2 separate regions of the Mus musculus genome follow, and region 1 is linked to region 2. Evidence: chromatin contacts called from public HiChIP or PLAC-seq data. All regions are on one chromosome and are shown on one strand. The core of a region is the stretch at or near the end of the contact, and the rest is flanking DNA. Distances in the headings are between cores, read along the strand shown. Region 1 holds the start of Tlnrd1 (talin rod domain containing 1). Region 2 overlaps Tmc3 (transmembrane channel-like gene family 3).

Region 1 (5,957 bases), core at 1,343-3,842, 290 kb before region 2:
ACCACTGGGTGGCACTGTATACCACAGACAGCTTGGTTGCTTGTCCACAAATTCTGGGGGTATACCATGAATGTCTAAAGTTCATACAAGTGAATATTATTTCCTATAAAAAGGACATTCTGATACGTTATCGCACTGATTAACCTCAATGACATTATGCTTAATGAAATAAGACAGACACAAAAGAACGGAGTGCTTCAAATCATCAAGTTCACGGATGAAGTTGGTAATGGCCAGAGACTAGAAGAGAGAATGGAGAGATGTTATTTCACAGGTAGTGTGTCAGGGAAGATGAAACTTTTCTGAAGGTGGATGGTGCTGGGCACAGTACCTCCCCCCTCAAAAAAAACCTCCCAACCCCCTACCCATCCAGCAGTGACAGGAAGAGCAAGGTGAGAAGGAACAGGGAGATCTTAGATTTGGTTTCCACTGCTTTGGTTTGCAGGTCACCTCGATTTCCCTAGCACTGATCAGAATGCATAATTCTGCCTAACATGACCTAAACACTTAGTATGCAGTACTTTGTTTGTTTGGTTTGGTTTTTTGAGACAGGGTTTCTCTGTGTAGCTCTGGCTGTCCTGGAACTCACTCTGTAGACCAGGCTGTCCTTGAACTCAGAAATCTGCCTGCTTCTGCCTCCCAAGTGCTGGGATTAAAGGCGTGCGCCATCACTGCCCGGCTAGTATGCAGTGGTTGATCTGCTGTCCATTTTTGTCCTGTGCTTTTACTGAGTAAACAGTAACTGGGAGCACTTATTTGTGAACCTTCCCTTCCGGGACTCTTATCTTCACAAGCAGAGGCTGCTCTATTACAATCTATAGTGTAAGCGCAGTGCCTTGAACAAGGGCTGGCACATGGTAGACACCCAGCGTTTGAGCTGTAAGTGAACAATGGCAGGAGGTAAACAAGAAAGAACCTGGAAAGATCAGTTTAGGAAGAGTGACACTATCTGAAAAACGAAGCCTTGGTGGCAGGCACCTTTGCCTGCTGAGCTATCTTACTGGTCCCTCTCTTAGGTTCTCAGAGTTAAGGAAACTATTTTTTAGGATTCACTGCTATTCCTGGGTTACCAGGGAGGAAGTAGCCCTATAGAATTCTTGTTAAGAGAGCCATTGGTTTTACTGGCTTCAGTTTGCAGAGACAGTTGGTTCACCTAAAATCTAAAGCATCTGCAAGGGCATTTTTTTTTAATTATTATTTTTGATTATGAGTAGGGCGGCTATCCAGGTTTTTACCGGTTGTTCCTCATTAACTTATATTAATAACTTGACTCATAATTTATTCTGTAAACTATTGGGGTTTGGACGATAAATTTGAGGCCATCCAACTTATAAATAACACTTATAACTGGCTTAAAAATGTAGGACGTGGAGGTCCTACGAAGAGACAGAAGAACAAACATTTCCATTGGCTGAGCACACACTGGCAGTGCTGGGCACCAGCAGAAGACTTCAGGGCTCTTGAGAGAGTGCTTTACTGGGAGGAGGCCCAGGTGTTCCAGGAGTTTCTGGCAGACAAGGTCTGCACAAAGAAAGGGAGTGGGTGTGGCCAGTGGGTTTAGGGGACCTTCTCTTTTAGCCACTGCTGTTGTTAAGAGCCTAGGGAGTCACTTAGTCCACCTGGCCACAAAGCCCTATGGCACAGGCCTACAATCACCAACTACAGACCCTGAAGGAGGATCGCCAGAAGTTCAAAGCCTGTCTGCACAGTTAAATTAATAAATAAAAAGTACAGTAGCTCAAGGTCCTCCGTTTAATTCCTCGTTACAGGGCGGGGAGCCATCTGGGCCACCAGTTTCCCAGCCTGTAACCCAGAGATAACAGTGTTTACCTCCAGAGACTGGCTCTTTACTTAACAATGGTTGCTATTATTCCATTATATAGATGGAGTCAGGAAAGGGCGAACTGCTGATCAAGGCACATTGGAATTCTAGCCAGCTGGAACCGAGGTCACCATACACTACCTGACTACAGTAACTTGGGAGAGAAAACTTGCCCAAGGTCACACAACTCCTAAACGGCTGGGGGGGGGGGGGGTAAGACCAACCTCAGGGAGGGTCTATCACTGAGTCAAACAAGCTGTGGGGACTCAAGCGTGATCAGAGCTCCTTTTCACTGTTTCACGGAAACCCACCCACAGGAGAGGGTCCAACACAACAAAGGGCGGAGGAGGGCTTGCAAAAGTCATCGAATCTCAGAGGTGACTGGAATCCGGAGGCGGTGGGGAGATCCCGGGAGTAATGAGTGGCATCCTCCCCAAGCAAGCAAAACAGATCACCTTTTACACTAGCTCCCTCGGCAGGGAGGAAGCATCGAGTCCTGGGGCATGCTGAGAGCTTACGTAAGGCCACTAGCGGCTGCGCCCCGGTGTCCCCAGGGTATACACAGCGCCTGGGCGCGGAGCGAGGGCGGGCCTTCCCCACCACACACGCTTCCCAGCCTCTCCGGATGCAGGGACCACCGGCCCCAGGGCCGCAGCGTCGGGGCTGGGCGCGGCGTCCTCCCACGGCCCCCAGCTTCCCGGGGGAGGAGCAGCGCATCGCGCAAGCATCCGGGATCGGCGGAGGGGGCGGGAGGAAGGGCGAGAGGAGGAAGCGGGATTTAAACGAAAGGCGGTGACGCCACACAAAAGATTCCTATAGGCTCCGGGGAGGTTACGGCCGAGGTGGCGGCGGCGAGCCGGGGGCGAGGCGGACGCCAGGAGGCGAAAACTGCAACCGTGCGCGGGCAGGCGGGTGTCCCCTGGCCTGCGGTCTCCTCCCTTCCTTTCAGTTGCTCGGAGGTCGCTCGGAAGTTGCTGGTTGACAAACATGGCAGGAGTCCGGGCCCGGGTCGGCCTCCGCGACGCCGCGCTCACCTTCTGAGCCGACCACCCTGGGGCGTCGGATGCGCGGGGCCCGCGGGCTCTGCGGGGAAACACAGATGGAATCTCCACGACAGCCGGTCGCCGGCCGCAGGCCATTCAGGAGGGGAGGGCGTGCCGCCGCGGCGCCGGGCCGCGCACTCTGAACCGCCAGGCGGGAAGGCGCGGCCGCCCAGCACCCTGCGTTGCAGCCTCCCGCCCGACTGACTCCGCGCGGCCGCCACAGAGCCAGCCACGCCCTCGGCCCAGTGGCCGCCCAGCGCCCTAAGAGCCGGAGCAGGAGATGCGGCCGCGCGCCCCCGGGCGTCAGCTCCGGCCGCCGTCGCCAGCCTGTACCGTCTGGCGGGGTCGCCGCCCCTGAAGCCCACGTGCGCTGCTGAGCCGGATAGCCGCAGCGCAGCGGCTGACAGCAAAGCCTGCCGGGGCCGCCGCCCGCGCTCCTCTAGGAGCAGAGGATTTTGATTTCAAAGGAAGGAAGGAAGGAAGGACAACTCCCAGCCTCCCCGTCCCGCCCTCTCCGCTCCGGCGGCCCGGCCGGCCATGCCCAGGAAGGTGGCGACAGCCCGGCAGCGGGGACTTTTCTGGTAGGCTAGTGAAGAGGGGCGCGGACTAGGAGTCTGCCGTGCCCCGGCTCACGGTTCCCGCGAGCTACACAGCGCCCCGAAGAGCTTGCCGCGGGCTTGGGCCCGCCCTGCGACGCCCGGCCACCGGCCGCCGCCACCCGGATCTCTGTGCCCGCCGCGGTGGGTGGCATGATGGTGCGCGGAAGGCAGCGCGGCCCTGGCCAGCTGAGTCGCGGCGGCGGTGGTAGCGGGCTCCCCAGCGGCATGCCAGTGCCCCCTGGGCGCGATGGCTAGCGGCAGCGCCGGGAAGCCCACTGGCGAGGCGGCTTCTCCGGCTCCTGGGAGCGCCGTCGGCGGGGCCAGCTCGCAGCCGCGGAAGAGGCTGGTATCTATCTGTGATCACTGCAAGGGCAAGATGCAGCTGGTGGCCGACCTGCTGCTGCTGTCTAGCGAGGCGCGGCCGGTGCTCTTCGAAGGCCCCGCCTCCCCTGGCGCTGGTGCGGAGTCCTTCGAGCAGTGCCGGGACACCATCATCGCGCGCACTAAGGGGCTGTCCATCCTCACCCACGACGTGCAGAGCCAGCTCAACATGGGCCGCTTCGGAGAGGCGGGAGACAGTCTTGTGGAACTGGGCGACTTGGTGGTGTCGCTGACCGAGTGTTCTGCACATGCGGCCTACCTGGCAGCCGTGGCCACACCGGGCGCTCAACCTGCACAGCCAGGCCTTGTGGACCGCTACCGTGTGACACGCTGCCGCCACGAGGTAGAACAAGGCTGTGCTGTGCTGCGAGCCACCCCACTGGCGGACATGACCCCACAGCTGTTGCTGGAGGTGTCGCAGGGCCTGTCTCGAAACCTCAAGTTCCTGACGGATGCGTGCGCCCTGGCCAGTGACAAGTCACGGGACCGCTTCTCTCGCGAACAGTTCAAGCTGGGCGTCAAGTGCATGAGCACAAGTGCATCCGCGCTGTTAGCATGCGTACGCGAAGTGAAGGCGGCACCCAGCGAGCTGGCCCGCAGTCGTTGCGCGCTCTTCAGTGGGCCCTTGGTGCAGGCGGTGAGCGCTTTGGTGGGCTTTGCCACCGAGCCTCAATTCCTGGGTCGCGCAGCTGCCGTGAGCACTGAGGGCAAGGCGGTGCAGACCGCCATCCTGGGAGGTGCCATGAGTGTGGTGTCGGCCTGCGTGCTCTTGACCCAGTGCCTCAGGGATCTGGCGCAGCACCCAGATGGGAGCGCCAAGATGTCGGACCACAGGGAGAGGCTGAGGAACTCGGCCTGCGCCGTGTCTGAAGGCTGCACCCTGCTATCTCAGGCTTTAAGGGAAAGGTCTTCACCCAGGACTTTACCGCCAGTGAATTCCAATTCTGTGAATTAGCACTCCCCACGCTCCACCCCCACCCCAGCCCCTATACCTGTTTTCCACCCCAGGCTAAAGGAAGACACTTAACCCCTCCCCTCTCCATTTATACCAAAGAATCCATAGGTGATCCCCTCCCTCATGTTAAATGCTCAAGAGGAATTTTCCAGAAGGCAGGGCCATGCAATCATCAAGTACTCAGAGGGCCTGGGTGTCCACCAGCCCACTATAGGGACTCAGACACAGAGAAGATGGGTAGTCTGCTGGCTGCAGGGTTAACCCTACACACTCGAGCCCCTCAACTCAGTTATCAATTGGGCAGGAAAGAGGTCATGGGCTCATTTCTTCCTTCTTTTTAATTAATGAAAGGTTACCTCAGTTTTCCCTCCTTTAGACATGGATGTAGCTACCTTTTTGTATGTCGTTATTTTTGTTGAATTAGAGTATACATGGTGTGAAAAAGAGTATGACTTTGCCATATGATTTGCAAGTGGGGGGGAAAGCTACTGTGAGCGTGTGTTTTATTTTTTAAATTACACTATAGAGTGATTTCCCCCCCCCCCCAATGTCAAGTTTTTACCCTGCATGTACTGGAGTATTTATTTCATCTATTAAATTGTTATGTTTCTCAGATGGCTTTTCGCAGTTACTGTCTTTTCACTAACTGTGCATGCCGCCTGCCATCTGTGGGAAGGAGCTGTGGGGGGAAAAAGGTTTACATCCATTGGCAAGTGAATCCCCAGTGCCTAACCATTTCCACTCTAAAATTCCATTTTCCCTCTGGTATTATTCCTCTGAGCATCCTTGCACCCTAGAAAGACAAATGTATGTGATCTATTTTTAAAGGCAATCGAATGTGATTGGACTATGCAGTGCGTGGGGGAGGACTGTTAGTGGGGAGGACTGTTAGTGGGGAGGACTGTTAGTGGGGAGGACTGTTAGTGGGGATTTTGTCTTCTTCCCTCTAGTTTTTCTGGAAAGTAACCTAGCTCTCTTTGTCCTCCACTCATTTCTCTATTATAATGAGCCATAGGTTCAGGCTTACTGAAATCTGATTTGTATTCGGCCTGTCATTTTCAGATTAAAGTACTTCCTAATACTGTGTGGGGTGCTGCCTTGCCAGCTCACAGAATTTTGCATGGGACTTAACAGCACTGTATCAACTGATCCTTTAG
Region 2 (6,076 bases), core at 918-3,417:
TAGCTCCTCAGCTCCTATTTGGCAAGCAGAGCACTGGCTGGACTTTAACCATAGTTGGACCCTCGGGCCCATCCTTTACCTGTGTGGAAATGACAATGGTAATTATCACATGAGTCCACCATGTGATACCACACCGTCAGCACTGTGGTGATCAGCAGCCGTTCAGGTTTGCTTGTCCCAGGAGGTCTCATGTCTGCAGCGATGATGGTAAAGTCTTCACCTGCTCTCTGGGCTCAAGCTATGTTCCTGAAGCTTCTGCCTATGGTAACTCCTCCCCATGTGATCACCAAAACTGCTGAGTCCCTCCTGCACAGGACGGTCACATATTTTAAGGCAGGGAATTCCCCCTCTCGGTCCTTTAGGCCATCTCTCCAGTAATAAGCCTTGGCTTTCTTCCCCAGTTACATTTCTTGTTCTCTCATCTGCTCTGAGTTACTTTTAAAGAATAACACCTAGTGAAGGATAGAAATTGTTCTGGAGGGATCGTGAGAACACCCGGAGCTAAGTTGGAGAGCCTTCAGTCATCGGAAGAGCCCTTCCAGGTCACTATACATCTCTTTAAGGTTTGTGGGTTTGCCCATTCATTTGCTATGTAGTTTCTGATAAGCACCTCTGTGTGTACTCTGCTGCCCGGGCAATAGGGGGTGTGGCAATGGTGAAAGAGCAAAGTAGACCAAAGGCAAGAGATAAGGTAACCAAGGCCAGGCTCTCCTTAAACTCCTTCGACAACTCTGCATATCCCCCCCCCCCAACCCCCTCTGACTCCCTAGCTTTACACAGAAGCATAGAATGTTAACCTGGAAGGGAGCCTCGTACTCTTTGGAGCCAATGTGCACACAGAGGAAAAGAGAGTTGCCATAGGGCTCTGGGTGAAGTTGGTGGAGCTCACAGTGGTACATTGCAGGACTCATAGCTCTAGCCAGTTTTCTTTCTTTCTTTTATAGTGTGATCCCCCTCCCAGTGATGAATGGCAGGCAACAGTGGTATGCTTTACCATCTGGTTACAGATACACACACAAATTGTGTGCATTCTCCTGCCTCTGGTCACCTTGATGTCACTGGTCACATCTTATTAGTACTGTTATGGCATTGTCCCAATCAGACCCCTCACAGAGCCTTGCACAAAGTAGTCAGCATACAGTAAGTGCTGGCTAAACTTAGTATAACTCAGAGTCTTGGTCTCTTCCTCCATAAAATGGCTCTAGTGACTGGTAACTTTAACAGGGCTATTGGCAGGAGGTGAGGTCACACATGCTCTAACCTAACTCCTGACATGGTCTTGAGAAACAGACAGTCATACTTTTTTAAGAGAACGATGAAGCTGTAAGCAAACACTGCCATCCCCACCAGGAAATACGCCAAGGGCAGGCGGTAGCCGGCTCTCCCGATCCGCCTCTCTCTTCCGTAGTACCCGTAGAACAGGACGGAGTATTGAAGGTAGCCCTGCAAAGAGAGCACTCGAATTGTTTCAGATTACTAGATCCCAGAACTGTGGCCCCTTCAGCTCTCCCGCAAGGTCTGGGTGTAGTCAGCATTAGCCTTACCCCCAGGGACCAGACAGTGTCCAGATCCTGTGCAGATGTGATCTGCTCCCGGGGAATGGTCTTGCTGGCTGTACTTCCAAAGGGCTGGCCTGCGATCAGCTGGTGAGAGAGGAAGGGAAGACGTGTAATTCTGGGCTAGGGGACCAGATAAAAGGAATGGCGGATCCCCAGGTGTCTGTCGAGATGCCCTGATGGTATCTCTAGGGACGGTGGTACACTTTAGCTTGATTCTCCTCAATGAGAAAGTAATGATTTGTGCACGAGTTTTCCGTCGTCTGATATGTGACTGCCCACACTGTTACTGTGTAAACTCATTTGAAATAAATGTAAGTGGTTTCTATGGATGATTCATTGAGGTCCCTGGACCTCTTATGTCCTGAGGAAATGAATGGCTCTATTTGTTTATAAGGACATAGTTTACTTGGAAAACTAGGTAGACAAACTAGTACCTGGGCCAAATACAGTCTGTCACCTCATTGCACCATTGGGGAAAGTAATCAAAAGAAAAAGTGCACACATGATATGAAATTCAGATTTTAGCTACCTTCACTAGTCTCTGCCATACTGAAACCTTCTTTTTCGACACATGGCCACTTTGAGTAGTGGTGACTAAGTCTGTGTTCTTTTACTAAGCTTTCCATGTTCTTCCTAGCCTTCCTAGTGTAACAGTGAGGGCAGCAGGTTATAGCACCTGCCTCTCCCTCAGGCTTTGAACCTCCCACCTTGATCCTGGGACAACTCTCACCTCGGGAAGGACAACAAAGGCACCGGTCATCACTGTGAGCACTATGTTAATCCCAAATAGCCACCTCAGGAAGATGAAGTAGGAGGCCACACCAGACCCGAAGTGACCTACGGAAAGACAACGGAGAGTGGCTCTGCTCAACCCTCACAGCACAGAGAGCCTTCTCACTCACCTTCAGCAGCAGCAAACACAGGAAGAGTGATGTCATATGGTGCCCCCCACCCCCACTGTTGGCTGCTTAGCTGGGTCAGCATCCTGTGCCTGGTCCCTGGTTCTGTATACAGCTCTGGTTGACTCAAACACTGACAACCTTCCCAGTGCTGTACCCATTTGAATATGCTGAGTCAAACTTACTAACTCATGGGTTAAGAGACTTTCATATTCTGTAATATGCTGCATTACTTTGCATATTCCAAGGTTTTTCTAAGGTCCTTTGCCTTAATTTCAACATGGAAACTATTGTGGTGTTTACTGGTGTAGTCAGATAAAGGGTATGTAGAAACTCTGTAATGTTCTGTATTCACACACTTCCTCTCAGCTTAAAGGGAAGAGAGCATTTAACTCCACTGAAATATCAGAAATGATTTTTCTAACTTCCCATCTAGCTTTTGATTTTTTTATGTCCATGGAATCTATTTTCTGAGGCTAGAGAGATGACTCAGAGGATGAGAACATTAGCTGCTCTTATAGAGGACTTTGATATGATTCTCAGCATCCCCATGGTGGCTCACAACCATCTGTAACTCCTCTTCCAGACACCCTCTGCTGGTGTCTGTGGGCAGAACACACATGTGGTGCAGAGACACATATATAGGTAACACATCCATACCCTTGAAAATAAACAAATCTTTAAAAGGTATTTTCCAATAGCTACATTAAAAAGCAGTTTTCCCAGACAGTTTCCCACTTCACTTTTATGATTAAACAGGTCTCCATGTTGAGATCTCATTTACTATATCTTCTCTAATGATTTTTATGATTTCTGACTATATATTCATATATTAATAGAATATTAAAATGACAGGTCTAGATTTCCTCTTTGAAACTGTTGAATCTACAGCATGATTTCTCTTGACTGCAGTAATAACTGGATGCAGAAGTAACAATAGGATACATTCCTGTTTCTGAAATGTTTGCCTAATCCTTTGAATGTTGGTCAGTGAATGAATGTACTAGGAATGAACACGGAACCATGGAAGAATGTGGAAAGGCAACTTGGGGACTTTTCCCATTCTGGGAGGTGGGGAGGGAACCAGGCCTTCCTCTGAGTCCCACATAAGCAGAGCCTCTCTAACTGTACAAGTGTCTTGAACTGACTCTATTCCATAATGGCCGAGGCTCACCAGATGTCTCAGGCTGTGTGCTGTCCACAGTTGCACATCACCCCTGCAGTCCACCAGTGGATACTCACTCTCAATTTTCTTTATCCTCATTTCCCAGGGGATGAAGATGACCACAAAGTTACAGGCCAGACGGGCGAATTTCCGCCAGAGCTAGACAAGAGAGACCATGATTAGAAAACTTCTCATTTATTTATTACCTTGGTAATAGAAAGGGTTCTGGGGTGGCTGCTGGGTGGAGGAGGGACTTCTGGACACATCCACAGAACCTTTAATTATCGTTTCTCAGGCTACTAAGCATCTCTAAATCAAAGCAGCCGCTTATTTTCCCTGTGTCCTGACCAGGTGGTAGACATCTGATTTGCACTGTGAGCTATGGGGTCTGCATTCCTTTTTGGATGCAGAATGACATAAATTCCAAGTTCAGTTCAAATTCACCATGGACCTAAGGATAACCTTGAATTTCTGATCCTGCTGTCTCTACCTCCCAAGGGGACCCTACCACAGCCAGTTTAACGTGATGCTAATTAAGATCAGGGCTTTGCACATCCTCAGCAACCATTCTACCAACTGAGCTACATCACAACCCTGTGATCTATAATCTTTTGGGTCACAGTCTGCCCTATTCATGGGTTGAAGACTAGGAAATGGAAATTCCTATCTCATTAGGAATTGGCATCTCAAGATACTCATTTGACCCAGCCACAGACCCCTAGCAGCTCTGTGAGTGGAGCCTAGGAATCAGTCTGACTCAGCAGTCCCCCAGATGATTCTACGTATACCTCAGAGACCAAAAATCTAGAATCCTCCTTGAAAATAAGCTCCAGTCCAGGTGCTCCTGTGTCTTATAAGATATATCCTCGCTTTTGTCCTTGCTGAAGCTGCCAGGAATAAGCTTGGGAGTTTTGTCTGTGGACTTACACACTTGCCAAAAGTATGAAATCATTATTCTTTTTCTCAAAGGAGAGCAAAGCAGACTGTGGCTCATGCCGGCTCTACTCTCCAGCAAAATTGAAAGGTTGTACATTTTAACACACAAACAGTGTCCGGGTTTGTGTTGGAAGCAAATGATATCACTGCACAAGAAAGAGCCACAAATGTAATTACTGCATTCCCAACTGTAAGACAGCACACAGTCCTGACACAGACTCACAAGATAATGTCATTCTGGATGGATCTGCGAAGGCTAGACGGCTGCCTGCACATGGAAGTCCGAGTTTTATCAGAAGTTCAAATTGTCTTTCACTCATGATTTGAGAACCAAGTCAAAGTCAGACTTTATTCCTGTGAGCAATCATACAGACCCCGTATGAGTAGCCAGGAAGAAATATGTCTGTCTCTGAATTCTCCTAGTTAGGGTCCTAGTTAAGTTCTTGCAATTTTCTTATGTCTGCCTGGCATCATATGTCCAGAAAATACAAGCTTTCTGATCCCTAGAGGCAGATAGGCTCAAACATCCTTTAGCAAAGGCCTGGGCTTAGTAAACAACAATTCTCCTCACTGCTTTAGAGCCCTACAGTCAAAGAAGCACAGACATCCAGAGATCTGTCTGAGCTCTAGTTTTCCTTGTATATCTGTCTTGCCATGAGTCCCCAGAAAGTTCCTTTCCTTTCTATGGGCAGTCATTGGCTTATCTGTAGAAGGAGCAGTGAGTGGCATCCAGGCCTTTCCTCATTTAATAGTCTGAGGGTTTCAGTGCACAAAACAGGCTAGCTCTGTAGGTGAGAGATGCACTCCCTACCAGTGTAAAGCTTGAAAAGCCAGATTCCCTATACTTAAGTGATCTTTGGTAATAACAGCTTTGCCTAGAAGGGCTTCCTGGAGGCAGAGGAAGGAGGGGAGAGTTGTGGGATGCTGTCTTCCAGGCCCAGTATGCCTACTGCACTCTCTCACTCTTGGCAACCTTGCCTACCTTGCACTGTACCTGTCAATATGCCTCAAGGAGGAAGGAAGGATTTAACCAGCCCCTGCCCCTCCTCCAGGACAACTAAAGCCTGCTAATGAAGCGGGCACCACGAGACTGCTCCTTTTCCTTGGCATCTATAGGCAGTTAATGATTGCTGGGGTGAGTAGCACCCATTTTCCCCATTTCTAATTGTCTGAGAATTTCAGCACACAAACAGGCTAACTCTGGGTAGTTCTATAGGCGAGAGATGCAATTTCCCTACCAGTTTGAGGCTTGAAAAGCCAGATTCCCTACACATATGTGGTATTTGGCAATGTAGAAGAGCTTTCCAGAGCTAGAGAAAGAGTTGGGGGGTTGTGTGTGACATTGTCTTCCATGATGTTGCTACTGGGAAGTTGCCTGTGCTCCTGGAAATAGCTCCCAATCCATGATCGTCATGTAAGTAAACTTAATTAAACTTGATGATTTGTGAACAGATAGCAAGGAGGAGGACTGTTCGGGGATGTGAAGGGAATCGGTGGGAGTGAAAGGGGGACAAAAG

The links. HiChIP or PLAC-seq counts read pairs in DNA pulled down with a chosen protein or histone mark.
Region 1: a contact with region 2 is called in an H3K4me3 HiChIP or PLAC-seq map of bone marrow-derived macrophages, with 4 times the contacts expected there. The contact joins the promoter of Tlnrd1 here to the enhancer-like site in region 2. A contact is called at or near these places in 4 of 39 promoter capture datasets (hippocampal neurons, liver and second pharyngeal arch cranial neural crest), 1 of 484 Hi-C or Micro-C datasets (the CH12 cell line), 8 of 115 datasets of contacts at active chromatin or transcription factors (bone marrow-derived dendritic cells, bone marrow-derived macrophages, embryonic stem cells and 4 more) and 3 of 9 other capture datasets (adipose tissue, liver and macrophages).

What each region holds. Positions count from the first base shown.
Region 1 is chr7:83,880,976-83,886,932 of GRCm38.p6, reverse strand. Tlnrd1 (talin rod domain containing 1) reads left to right here and starts at 2,592. Exons shown (of 1, transcript NM_030705.4): 1 at 2,592-5,957. The coding sequence starts at 3,712. The coding sequence ends at 4,800. It also overlaps a transcript of Mesd not described here.
Region 2 is chr7:83,593,767-83,599,842 of GRCm38.p6, reverse strand. Tmc3 (transmembrane channel-like gene family 3) reads right to left here. Exons shown (of 23, transcript NM_177695.4): 4 at 3,701-3,782; 5 at 2,290-2,396; 6 at 1,545-1,643; 7 at 1,301-1,443. It overlaps Gm16638 (predicted gene, 16638), which reads left to right. Exons shown (of 4, transcript NR_166697.1): 4 at 2,251-2,795. Among named protein-coding and RNA genes, the nearest start is that of Tmc3, 12 kb to the right of the region's middle. Within about 2 kb of position 2,167, at least 11 of the 459 cell types and tissues checked have an H3K27ac peak or open chromatin away from gene starts, as enhancers often do. A contact at or near this core is called in bone marrow-derived macrophages, where this site is marked.